Regions from separate parts of the Danio rerio genome. Here region 2 is linked to region 1. The links are chromatin contacts, called in public HiCAR-type maps. All regions are on one chromosome and are shown on one strand. The core of a region is the stretch at or near the end of the contact, and the rest is flanking DNA. Distances in the headings are between cores, read along the strand shown. Region 1 has its middle 5.7 kb from the start of mir1388. Region 2 overlaps zbtb46 (zinc finger and BTB domain containing 46).

What was found. HiCAR-type assays count read pairs that join an accessible place to other places.
Region 2: a HiCAR-type map of caudal fin shows a contact between it and region 1, with 7 times the contacts expected there. The contact joins two enhancer-like sites. A contact is called at or near these places in 4 of 18 Hi-C or Micro-C datasets (caudal fin, embryo and hematopoietic stem cells) and 1 of 4 datasets of contacts at active chromatin or transcription factors (caudal fin).

Annotation. Positions count from the first base shown.
Region 1 is chr23:15,144,964-15,151,540 of GRCz12tu, forward strand. No RefSeq gene overlaps it. Among named protein-coding and RNA genes, the nearest start is that of mir1388, 5.7 kb to the left of the region's middle. Within about 2 kb of position 3,203, at least 3 of the 62 cell types and tissues checked have an H3K27ac peak or open chromatin away from gene starts, as enhancers often do.
Region 2 is chr23:15,325,624-15,332,200 of GRCz12tu, forward strand. The region is part of intron 3 of zbtb46 (zinc finger and BTB domain containing 46); the gene reads left to right. Among named protein-coding and RNA genes, the nearest start is that of lmod3, 26 kb to the right of the region's middle. Within about 2 kb of position 3,863, at least 24 of the 62 cell types and tissues checked have an H3K27ac peak or open chromatin away from gene starts, as enhancers often do.

The DNA of each region.
Region 1 (6,577 bases), core at 1,953-4,452:
AATCAATTACTTTGAGTCCCTCCTACACACTGAAAAACTCTTGAAGTCAGAAGATCGCAGAGATGTTTCACTTTGAAACACAAGACACACATTTATACTATTATAACCCAGTCTCTGCATTTTCATAGATGACAGACTGAAGAAATACAGTAGAATTAAGGCTGCATAAAAATGATCATTATTGCTATAATATTAAAATTAATGTTGCAGATATGCGGTTTAAATTACCTTTAAAGAGCACATATGTTGAAAAATCTACTTTTCAAGCTGTTTGGACAGACATATGTGTAGACATTATGTATCTACCTTCATATTGTGGTGATATAAACACATCCAGTCCTTTTTTTTCAAATTAACAACAAAAACGGTGGACCAATTAGAGCGTTTTTTCGACCGACCGGAACTTGACATAGGAGTGCGGTCCCCCCTCCCAACGAATTGATTGACAGCTGAAGGTCAGTTTTGTTTGCTAGGATCTGCTGAGGTTTTCACTTCTTCAGTGTGTTTTAAAGACTATTGCTGTATTTAAAATAGCCACGCTCATTCACTATTCCCTACATTAATCCCTTTAAAGGAGTAAATGAAATGAGTGAGTAATTTCAGTACACCGGAAAGAATGTTTGTGCTTTGTGGGTTGATAAATCCCTTAAAGGGATTCGATTTTACACTTCCTGGTCAGACCCTGTGATTTAACATTTAGCTCTGTTATCTATTAGTAATAGATAAAAAGACTTTTGATTTATTTCATGTATACAAATGTCATTTTAATTCATTTATTTTATTTTGAAACGCACTGAATGCTCTTTAGATGTCATGTTGTGGTCAGACGCGGAAATTCGTTTGGTCTGCAAACTCTCACAGTGCATTATGGGGATTTTCTATTGGTTGAGTGTACATGGTAAGGTTGCACGTTACTGAGAAAATATGTGATATGCAATATTGCTGTTGAATAGTTCTTGCGATAACAATTTCCCTGAAGAAACTTTTAAAAATCATATGTGTAATGATCATGATAAAATATTTAATTTTTAGATGTCTATATGTGGAAGCACATGATTTATACGTAAAGTCTATCTAACGCTATATCATTGCATCCCTACATGCATTTTTATAATTATGAAATAATTAATTATTATTATTCATGCTATTTTTGTTATTGTTATTATTATTATTATCATCATTATTATTCTTATTAATTATTATTATTATTGTTATTATTATTAAATTATTTTAATTATATGCTAATAAAAATGAAAACAATGAGTTAGAATGCGTGCTAAGGTTGTAGTGTTTATAGACTACTACTGTACCCAAAATAGCCACTCTCATTCAACACTGAAATATTTTAAATATAATACTACTACTACTAATAATAATTAAAATAATAATAATAATAATAATTATTATTATCATTATTATTATTAATATCATTCATTCATTCATTCATTTTGTTTTCGGCTTAGTCCCTTTATTAATCCTGGGCTACGGTCAATTTTAGCATACCCAATTCACCTGTTCCACGTGTCTTTGAACTTGTGGGGGAAACTAAAGCACCTGGAGGAAACCACACCAACATGGGGAGAACATGCAAACTCCACACAGAAATGCTAACTGACCCAGCTGAGGCTTGAACCAGCAACCTTTTTGCTGTTACAGCGCTACCCACTGTCCCACCAGAAATGTTTTTTAAAAATTACAAAAAAAAATGTTTTATAAAAATATATTCAAAAATATGTGTAGTGAGCGTACTACTATATTTTAAAAATAAAATATTAAACCTAATAAAATGTTTGTACTAATTAACATTCTCATTTCTGTCACATTCAAATTTCATTATTCTCAAACAAAATTTTGTATTCGCATATAACCGCACTGCATCTTAAAGATAAAGGTTAATTTAAGCTACATTTCCCTTGCTTGTATATAAATAAAATAAGTAAATAAACTAAGTATAGTTTTTAAATTATTTGAATGTGATGGAAAGATAACATCTTGTTAACATCCCCATAAATAAAATTATTAACATGTAAACATTATTAACAGTAACACTTTCTTACTTAATATCTGTTGATACTGCTCCTTCAACAGACATTTAACTAACTATAAGAAACTTTGCAAGTACATGTCAACTTACACTAACCCCAACCCTAACCCCAACCTAATAGTCTATTTAAAATTTAATGAGAGTTAGTTGACATGTAGATGCAATGTAACTTAAATTCAACAAATGGACCAACAAAATAAATTTTGACCTTATTAACAGGTTGGGATGCAACATAAAACGCCAGATTATTTTACTTTACACAAACCAGTGCTTTCACATATTGTAGTCTTGTATAAGACAAGACATATAAATAACATATTTTAAACATAAGTTCATGTTTTAATATGTCATACATGGGTTGTAGACTCCTCATTGCTGTGGATTATGGAATTGACTGAGTGCACTTCATAATGTCCACTAGAATTGACAGCTCCTTCAATTAGTCGTCACCTTGGATTATAAAAAGTACTATCTGCATTCTGAATGATTTTGAGATATTGAGCTTCTATATTTCTATTGCATTCTATATAGCAAACACTATTTGTAACATTTGTTTTTTAAATAAAAAGTTTTAAAATGTAAACAATTAAAAAAAACATCCCATAATGCAAATAAGTTGTCATTTAATAAGAATATGTCAATAACTCTCAGATAGAACCCCATAATTCTAAGGTGACGAAGTGCCCTATTTGAAGGTATAGGAGGGCGATTTTGCATATATCTATGACAATTCTTGTTTGTTTGTTTTTTGTCAGAATTAGAATTATTTAGATCTGAAAAATATTATTTTTTTTACCAATTTATGTTAATATTAGGCTACATAAATACATTATGTAAAATCACAGCTAATAAAAATGGAATTTTTCAAGGGATAGTTTATATAGTAAGAAATAGTCAATACTAACCAACAATATTGAATATTTGTCTAGTATTGTGCAGTGCTAACACAGTTTATTTCATAAACTGTACTCTCCATCGCTGATTTTCACTGTTATTTGGCACTAGATAAGTGTTAACTTCAGGCTCTGTGTGTAATGCCACTCAAAAACCCCTTATCCGCAACGTTTGTGCTCAAATCCTTAAGGCCACACAGTGTTAATCACGATCGGTGTGGCAATCTGATAAAGAGTAAGAGGGACCCACTCCGACCGGGTCACTGAGTCAAAGGATTTAAAGCTTCAACAAAAGAGCAGAGAGCAGAAACAGCCTTCCAGCTGACGCATGTGCTGCAAACAAGCTTTATTAAAGCAGCTTTCAGACGCTTAATCGTATACTTTTATGCACATTAACCATAAGCCTAGAAGTCGTTACTGTGTCGTTCTAGGAATCAGAGATGCCAGCTGTTTCTACAGGTGGCAGTGAGCTGCGTACGAAGAAATGTGGATTATGGGATGGATTGCTGACACGTCTGACAAAATAAAGTGGTCTAGAAATGAAAATAATGAGGAAAGTAATGGTCTGAATTGGGGAAACAGTGTGTGGAAATATCATTACCAGTGATGTGGAATCTTCATGTGTGTTTGCTCAGGTCTTCGGGAGGTGTTTTAATCGGTTATTCACAGGGTGGTTTGCACTTGCAGACGTGTCTCATCTGCGCTGCTGTCTCTGTGTTACTGCTGGGGAAATTAATAAAACAGACACATGAATAATATTCACCACTGGAGGGACCATTGCACAATTTTACCAGCGTTGTTAATTTTTTTTTTAATAAGAAGAGAAAAAGACGCAAATCAGTTGATAATTATACTTAGTTGAGCAATTCTGTCATCAATATTGTTTGTGCAAATATGTTTGTATGTTTGTAATATGTTATTGTTTGTCTAAATTTAAAGGGATAGTTCACTTAAAAATAAAAATTTTGCCATAATTTATCCATTCTTTACTGGTTCTAAAGTAGTTAATTTTTCCTGTTGAACACAAAAGAAAAAATTTTGAAGAAAGTTGGGGAAAAAACTGACTTACATTTTTTTTCCCTACTATAGATGTCAATGGCTGTCGTTTTATTAGGTGACTAGTTTGGAAGTTATTAAGAAAATAAGGCAAAAAAAAAAACAAATAATAAACATTTTGAGACTGAGCAAGTGCTTTTAGACTTTGCATGTTTGTAAGCCTTCTTGGAGACATCCAAAATAAAATGTAAACTTTTACATAAACCATAATATGGCTACTGTAATTTTTTATTACATAAAGTGGCATAAAAAATATTACATAAAGTGGCATAAAAATAACTAATAATCAATAAAAATAAATAATAATAATAATAATAATAATAATAATAATGCTGACTATTCTTCCATGAAGCACAAAATAGGACATTGTGAAGAATGTTTGTATTATTCTTCAGAATATATTGTTTTGTGTTCATCAGAAGTAATTCATAAAACATTGTACCAACCTCTAAAAATTTAAATGATTGTGTGTAATCCCGAATAGATCATACTAAGAATTGCACAAAATTAATATTAGTAATCTGCGAAATGTGAATATGTGAAAAAGAGCAGCCTTTATCTGTGCGGATGTTTTATGAGCTAAGTTTGAGAAAGCCTGCTTTATATAAAAAAGGTTAAGATTACAAAGGATGTAGTCTTTTGTAAGATTACAAATATCATTTAAATCTCACTTGTCATTTATTATTTATTAAATAATTGGGGCATTTAGGTATTAAGGGAATTTGTTTGATTTTATTTAAAATGCCAAAGGTTTATACTAGGAGTCTGCTTAAAAATGCATTAAAGTATAGTGACGCCAAGCTGACCCCATCAAGTTTTACTACAATTTAGCATGACAGTTTTAGTGGTATCACCTGTGTTGTCACCTGGATAGTGTTATCAACCAAACCAAATTATTAAATTACAAAAAAAAAAAAAAAAGGAGAGAGAGAAATGAAAACATAAAAGCCCACTGATCTAGCCCACTGACTTACATTTTTTCTAACTACGCTTTGATTCTTTATTCCTAAGTAAGTGGGCGAAGTCACTATCAGATCGTAACTGGGAAAATGCCATCTTGTGAAATAATAATAAAGCGGCTAGGTTGTATTTAGAGTTTTTGTTTCCATCAGATGTCATTTAATTAAAGAGTTCATTATATTATTACAGTTCAGATAATGTTTGGTGTCCAAATGTTTAGTTTTGTGGCAGGTAAGCTAAATAATGTACATATAGGTGGTTATTATACAGAATTAAGCCCTCTAGTCTTAAGCTGCGGTCACACTGGACTTTTTTTCTCATAGACTTCCATTCATACGCATCATGCGTCAGACCGGAAACGCAAGGTCGTGCGGCAGGTCTCGCAGTTCGCTGCATTGGAAAGTTTAAGCTTGGTGGACTCTGTAACAATAATTTGGTTGAAATTTAAAACATGGACCAATCACACACTTTTTAATGTCTAATTATCTTTTTTAATCCTACCCCTTTTCGAAGGATCATACTACAGAATTTTACACATGCAAACTCTGGTGTGACTGCAGCAATAAATAACAGCCCTCTGCTTGGCATTAGGCTATGTACATTATACCTTACTTTTTATTTGACTGGTTGCATGATTTCAACAAGTCTGCCCTCATGAACCAACTCACTTCATGCACAGGTAAACCACTTGATATACTGAATTGACTGTATAGTAAAGCACACAACATTTAAATAAAACATAAGGCTACCCAAGACAGGGCAAGGGGCATATAGTATGCCAATTATCTAACCATTGAAATATTAATGAATATAAGTGTCAGGTGCGGTATTGTGAGTCATTAATATAAACCGTATAGCCTACAGAGGATCTACAGGCTATGGGGAGACAAAGAGCCATGTGTAGATCCTCTTGAGGTTATCACACTGCCTCAGCGGGAAGAACCTGTATGTGAATCTGTGTGTGTTGCTGAAAGTTTGAGTCATCAGTGTGCTTTTGGGGTGTTTTATGTAATAGATCTGTTCCTGAAACTTGTAGGCTACTTTGTTTTAAAGGGCCCCGTTCTCATAAAGATTCTTTTTTATTTATGTACAATTTTTTCATGCATCCAAAACATTCTAAAACACTTTCTTCTTCACTTTTATGTTAACATACATTCAAAATGACTTCAAATAGTTTCAGATTGTTTGTTTTGTCCTAAACACTTTCAGAAAAATGTATACAAAATCATAAGCTGAAAAAAGGCTATGCTATGTCCAATGGCCAGCAGTGTTTAGCACTCTGGTTTCACTTTTTGCACTAGATGTGGAAAGTGATGTGCTATGAAACCCATTCATTTCAATGGCTTGTGCCACACCGACCAGAGTGCAAGCACACTGTGGCACATAGTCAACTTGGGTCCTGTCCCAATGGCATAATTTGTGTGGACTTTTGGTCTTAAATTGCACATGCTTGCAAAGTGTACGAGTTGGAAGGGTGTCCCATATGACATTGTTATTGTTATGGGTGTCCCATATAACATACCTGAAGAGCTGGGAGTGATGCGGTGGAGAGAGGTGTCCTATGTATTTAAGGACCGAGGGGGAGACGCACAATTTTTGGGAGATTATCATTCCTTTGCGGGCC
Region 2 (6,577 bases), core at 2,613-5,112, 180 kb after region 1:
TTAAGCATCATTTGGGAAATATTTGAAAAAAAATTCTAAATTCTAAAATTCTTAATTCTAATAATTCTGACTTTACAGACCCCCTTTACAGGGGTCAGGGGCATACCTCTCAACCCCTTCCGTTTTTCCCGAGATTCTTCCGTATTTTACAGTTCTATCCCGCTATCATCCTGCAAAGGTATTTTCCTATTTGTCTTCCGTATTTTCAATCTTTTTATGAATAGTGGAAATAAACTTTAAAGAGCCTGTACTCCCTATAATCAAACCCATACCTCCGAACCACAAGGGGACGCCCCTTGCTCTTAAATGTTAGTCTGTTCTGTGCTTTCATTTTATTTAAACGTTGTGCCTCATAATGATTAATAGACAATGTTTCCCAAACAGATTCTGTACACGTGATTTGAAGTGGACCAAAAGTCTGGGTTTTGGGTGCGTGTTTGAATAGACATATACACATAATTAATAATAGTAATATCTAAAGATGTCGATCTTGGTGAGCTTTTTTTGTCCTAAATGAGCATAAAAAGTTAGGAAAGCAATTGAATGCTTTCATTATAATGTTAGGTGTGTGTATTTTTAAAGTTATACCTCTGTTATTTAATGTAATTAAACTAAAAATCTAAATAAATGAGATTCACAGGATGGGGGGTTGCCAAATTTGGTCCTCGAGAGACACAGTTCCGCAGAGTTGCACTCCAACCCTAAACAAACACACCTGAACAGCCTAATCAAAGCACACGGGTTACTAGAATGCTAAAGGCAGGTGATGTTTTTATCAAGACTGATTTAAAGCTCTGAAGAACAGTGGCTGTCTAGGACCATTTTTGCCCACCACTGACAATAGGGTCTCCTATTCATCCTTTTAGCTTTCAGGATAGTGCTGGCGAGTGCCTCCTTTCTGGCCACTTTGTGCAATTTGCTGAGACTGAAACAATCTATGAGCAGACTTCTACCTAACAAATTGGTGTCAAATAGAATTTTTGTTTCTGGAGGTTTTACATGGATTGCATGAAAAAGCCTGTAAATGGCAGGGAAGTGTTGTGGCAAAAATTATGTACCGTAAGATTCCCAGTCACTGGTGGAGAAAGAGTTAAAGACAAATCACATATCTATTCATCTATCCTTTCACCAAAATGTCAGCTAAAATGTCACCTTAGTCCTTAATTTGTATAAATATTTTACCTTTCTCTGAACTTTTACCTCTCCTACTCTTGGTGTCTGCTGAATCGCATGGCTACATGTATATTATGTTTGAACTTTTGCACAGATTCTGGCAAGTAGCCTGACATGGTTTTAAAATGAAGAGAACTTCCACCCATCATTTAAAAGCCTCTTCTTTTCAATGTCTTTATCTCTCACTTACACACACACACACACATGGCCATCCCTAGCGTGGGCTCGTGGGTGGATTGAGAGGACCAAAAAACAGAGCGAGAGAGGCCAAGCCCTAACCCCACTCCGGTCTCTTCATCTCTTCCTTCTTCCCTCTCTCTGGTTCTAAATGAAGGCTATGTGTGCCCCTTGCCCCCTTCTTCCCCTCCTCCTCTTCCTCCTCCTCTCTCTCTGCTGCTGTGTGGAAGATGGCCGCTGGTCTGAGAGTAGGTGGGTGAGACTCATTTCCTGTGCTCCTCAGGGCCTCGTTGCTCCAATGGCAGCAGCAGCTCCCACCATCCAGGGGGCCTGTTTGGTAGCAAACACGGGGCGTCTTCATCTTCTCCTCCATCTACTCTTCCTCCTCTTCCTCTTCTACTGCCGCCTCCACCATCCATGCTACAGCCCCCAGGGGCCCACTATATGCCACAGTCTGGCGGCCCCCCAGACAAGCTCTATGCGGAACAGGCCCCGAAGGCCTCACCCACTGAGGTAAGTCCAACAAACACCCAATAGGCCACTTATCTTTCAGTTCTGTGTCTCTTGATATATCTTTTTTAAGAATGTCTTGTTTCTGTAGATTCACTGTTTTTTTTTTTTTTTTTTTTGCTGCTCTGCTCCTGCAAGTTCTTCGCATTTTTAATTCATGTTTCTGTCTTTTTCTTTTTATCTTTCTGTGAGCAAAATAAAGACCAGTGCACAGGTTCATAATGAATTAAAATTGCCATAGTGCATGAATGTGTGTGTGAATGTGAAAGTCTGGGGGTGTTTTCTAGTACTGGAGTGTGGCTGGAAGGGCATCCACTGTGTAAAACGTATGCCGGAGTAGTTGACGGTTTATTCTGCTGTGGCGAGCTCTAATAAATAAGCTGAAGAATGTGAATGAATGAATGAATTCTTATGGCAATTAGTAAATATTTAACATTTTGGTGGGTAATTAGTCATTTGTATAAAGTTATATGACCTGTTTTTCCAGCTTATGCCACAGTGACAGCCAATTATTGGTGTGGGTTTCATGCTTAACTAAAAAAAAAAAAACCTACAGATGAGACTGTATGTATTCATTTGAAATTATGTTCTCCTGTGAGATCAGCAGGCCTTAATTTGTGCCGGAACAAGCTGGATCCGGCACCTCTGAAATCTGGTTCAGTACCTAATTTTACCGATCCCCTTCCTCACACATACACACACCCTCTACCCACTCTTAACTTTCTTCAGTGACACCTCACAAATTAAGCACTGGAGATTAGTGTAGATTTTCCAATACTTTGGGCTTAATAATACATAACTATTTAGCAAAAATGTGATTAGACATTTAAGATTGGGGGACACCAATCAGCCAATAAAACCCATACTAATGAACTATTTGTACTTTTTGCGATCACGTTCGTCCTAAACTCTATAGTGGTTATGTTTACTAACCATATTTAAACTAATTCCATTGACCTCTGCTGATTCTATCCCAAAACTACAAAAAAAAAAGGAGTTGAGGGTGCCTATTGTCTTAATACCAGTACAACTGTCAGTTTGATTAATATATTGATAATATCTGCCCTCTTCTGATAAAAGGGGGATCCAGGTGGCTATAGAAATCAATAGTGATGGAAAATGCAGAGGGGCAGGGTGGGTTTTGTTTTCTTGGGTGAGAGCAGGAAATTGCATTCTCCCTGTGTGTGCTGAGGTGGCATTTGGTTTCGCAGGACCTCCCCCCCAAGAAGTTGTACCATCTCTGTGGACAAGCCATCTGTTTGCTTAAACCATAATGTGTCACTCTTACGCAAGGGAGGGCGGATCGAGAACAAGGGGGATGGGCCACACCTATACACGTACAAGCTGCATGCCACCTAGAGCACAAGTTAAAAAAAAAACAGTCAGCTCTGTAACCCTCCACCTCCCAAACAAACACACACCTATTCACATAGACAAATGCCGAATATCCTTTTGTGTCCCAAGAGCGTAACCTGTTGCATCTGTTGTTAGAAACCACAATTTGAACCACATTACTGGCTGTGTACCAAATATTGCTTTATGCATATAACATTACAATATTTCTACTTAACATTGTTTGTATGCTATCTTTTGCATCTCATGTTTTGTTGCCTTGACTGTTCTGCAGCCAACTGTTTCTCTGCTTTTCTTTCTTTCTTCAAGATCTCTTCCTTTTCCATTGTGTCTGTGTTTTACCTCTTGAACTTGCATGCCTGAGGAGTACCTCTATACAGACTTGTGATCCGAAGTACACAAGTGTTGATTTGCATGTGTGTGTGTGTCTTCTTACAGGAGGAAATGCAAGAGGAAGACAATAGTCCAAATAACAATGCAGGTATGCGTGGCGTCTGTGATGCCGATGGCCCGCCACATGACTGCCTGTTATTTTTCACATTCATAAGCTGATATCCTGGCGTTAGTTCTCACCTCTCTCTCCCTCCCTCCCTCTCAGAGCTGGAGCGCATCCAGGTTCCTGTAGAGGAAGATCAGATGGTGGAGGAGAAGCATGGAGTGTGTGTGGCGGAGGTGCAGGGCGGAGGGCCGGGCTGGCGGCAGGAGCTCGCCTGCTCTCTGTGTAAGCAACTGTTTAGCAGCCTGCTTCAACTGAGACAGCACGAATACAGCCACACGCTTTCACTTATGGCTCTCTCACTGGACTGCCTCGACCACCATCGCCCACTAGTGGCCTCCGCGTCTCCGCTCAACCCTCAGCCGGCACGCTACCACTGCTCGCAGTGTCCGGCCAGCTTCACTCTCAAGTCCAACGCAGACCGCCACGAGAAGACCATCCACCTCAAACGGAAGCTGATGCAATGTGTGTACTGCCTCAAGCACTTTCGTGACCGCACGGACCTGAACCGCCACCTGTCGTCCGTGCATTCCAGCGAGCGAGTGTACACGTGTCCCGCCTGCTCCCGAACCTTCAGCACACAGAAAAACCTGGCCACCCACGGCAAGGTCTGCTGTCAATCGGGAATCTCGCCCACTGAGCAGTTATGGAACTTGCATGGTTTAAAGGAAGACCATCACGGCCATATCCATGTAGACGATTGATTCACCAAACCAGCAACACTTTTTATTGGATTGATAAGGGAATGTGTAACACACCAAGTCGTCCCAATCAAGGTCTTTTGGCCACAGCACTGTTGACATTTCTACCTTCATTTTTACTGTATGTCAGATTTGTTTATTCTGGAAATAAAATCCAAATCGTCTTTCGTTTTTGCTTTAAATGACTACCGAATATGGCTGCCGATTTCTATGCAAAATTTCTATGCAAAATTAGGCATTATTTCTCTTTACGCATAAAGAGCTGTCTGATCTTTGCACCACCCAGGATTATCCAAGATCTAACGTAAGACTGGAGAACACAGTGATCTCAGTGCATTTTATGCCAATGCTTTTTCCTTTTTGGGTGGCTTTGCACCCCTCTTTTTTTTACTACTGAACTAGTCATGTGCTTATTCTGCAATATTGGTTTAAGCACGGGGGTATCTGTAACTGGTCGAAGTGTTAAGTAGTGAATTCAGCTGTTAAATCTGAGCACAATGCTGCCCTCTGCAGGAAAATCTATCTCTTGTGTCCTGTGCTCAACTAGAAGGAGATGATGAGGGATGAGGATAGATTAGGGAATGTCCTAAATCTTTCATCCTGCTACATCTTCTTGTGTGTGTGTGTGTGTGTGTGTGCGTGTGTGCTGTATACGAGTGAGTATGTGAGTGCGGGAATTATGTCAGTAATTAGCTCTTCTCTGCTCTCACCCGTGCTGACCCTAAATTATACAGATAAATGAGATGTGAAAGGAAAAGACATAAGCCCTTTAAAGTTGTGATCAGTCCTTGTGTGTTCTCACACTATCCTACAAGCAACATAGCCAGTGGAAAAGAAAAAGGGGTGTTTTCTGGACCCTTTCCAACACAGACAAAATCAATTGTGTGTGTTTTCATATGTTTTCTAATAAATATTTTAGAAACCTGTTTTTGACGGGTTACTGTCCTGCAGTGTTTAGCTCTAACAAGAATTAAGCACATCTGAATTTATCAAAGCTCAGTTTCAAATAGAAAACTATATGGCTGTTAACACCTGGTCAGCTTTGTGTGTGTGTTTTTTTTTTTCTGATCAGATCTGAAATGGAGTTGAATATATCTGATCACTCAAAACACTTATTGAAGGGGGCCTGAGACACATTCCAGATGAAACTAGAAAGGTCTAAATGCAGCACAAAAATTTGACCAGTTCCAAAATGTAAAATTAAAAAACGTGAGATAGAGCTGGCCAATTAATCGAAAGTAGTCAAAATCGACATTTAGAACCTATAATTAATCACAATTTTCCAGGACAATTTTTTTGTAATTACTTTTCCTACGTGTTGCGTGACCCCACTTCATTACTTCTGTGGCCACTTTGCAGCCCCATCTGATCTGTGGTGAAATAGGATGATGGACATATTCTTGAGCCTTACTTTGCTCTACATTCACGATGATTGGAAGCTATGCCAGAGATGCCTTTATCAGTATATAATAACTTGTTAGTGAACTATAATGGGCAAAAAGATTGAATAAATAAATAAAATAATCATTCATTAATAATAATCAGGTTAAAATGTTCAATTAATCGAGATTTAGATTTTAGGCCAAATCGCCCAGCCCCAATGTGAGAGCATGTACTTAAATGTAAAACACAATGCCACAGATGACAGTTTGGGATGTTTGCTTTATTTTATTAAAAATGTTTCATTCTATTTTTGACTAGTCGTTAAACGTTAAATGAGCAAAGAATGTTATTTTTTATAATTCATTTTCTTTTTGGCTTAGTCCCTTTAATAATCTGGGGTTGCCACAGCGCAATGAACCGGCAACTTATCCAGCATATGTTTTATGCAGCAGATGCTCTTCCAGCTGCAACCCATCACTGGAAAACACATACACACTCATTCACAAACACATACACTACGGACAATTTAGCCTACCCAATTCACCTGTACCGCATGTCTTTGGACTGTGGGGGAAACCGGAGCACATGGAGGAAACCTATGCGAACACAGGGAGAACATGCAAACTCCACACAGAAACGGCAACTGACCCAGGCAAGGCTCGAACCAGCATGTCAGGAAGGCTGAGCGGTCTAAGGCGATGCAATCAGGTCGCAGTCTCCCCTGGAGGCGTGGGTTCAAATCCCACTTCTGACAAACCCTTTGGCTGTGTGCTCAGGTTCAAGT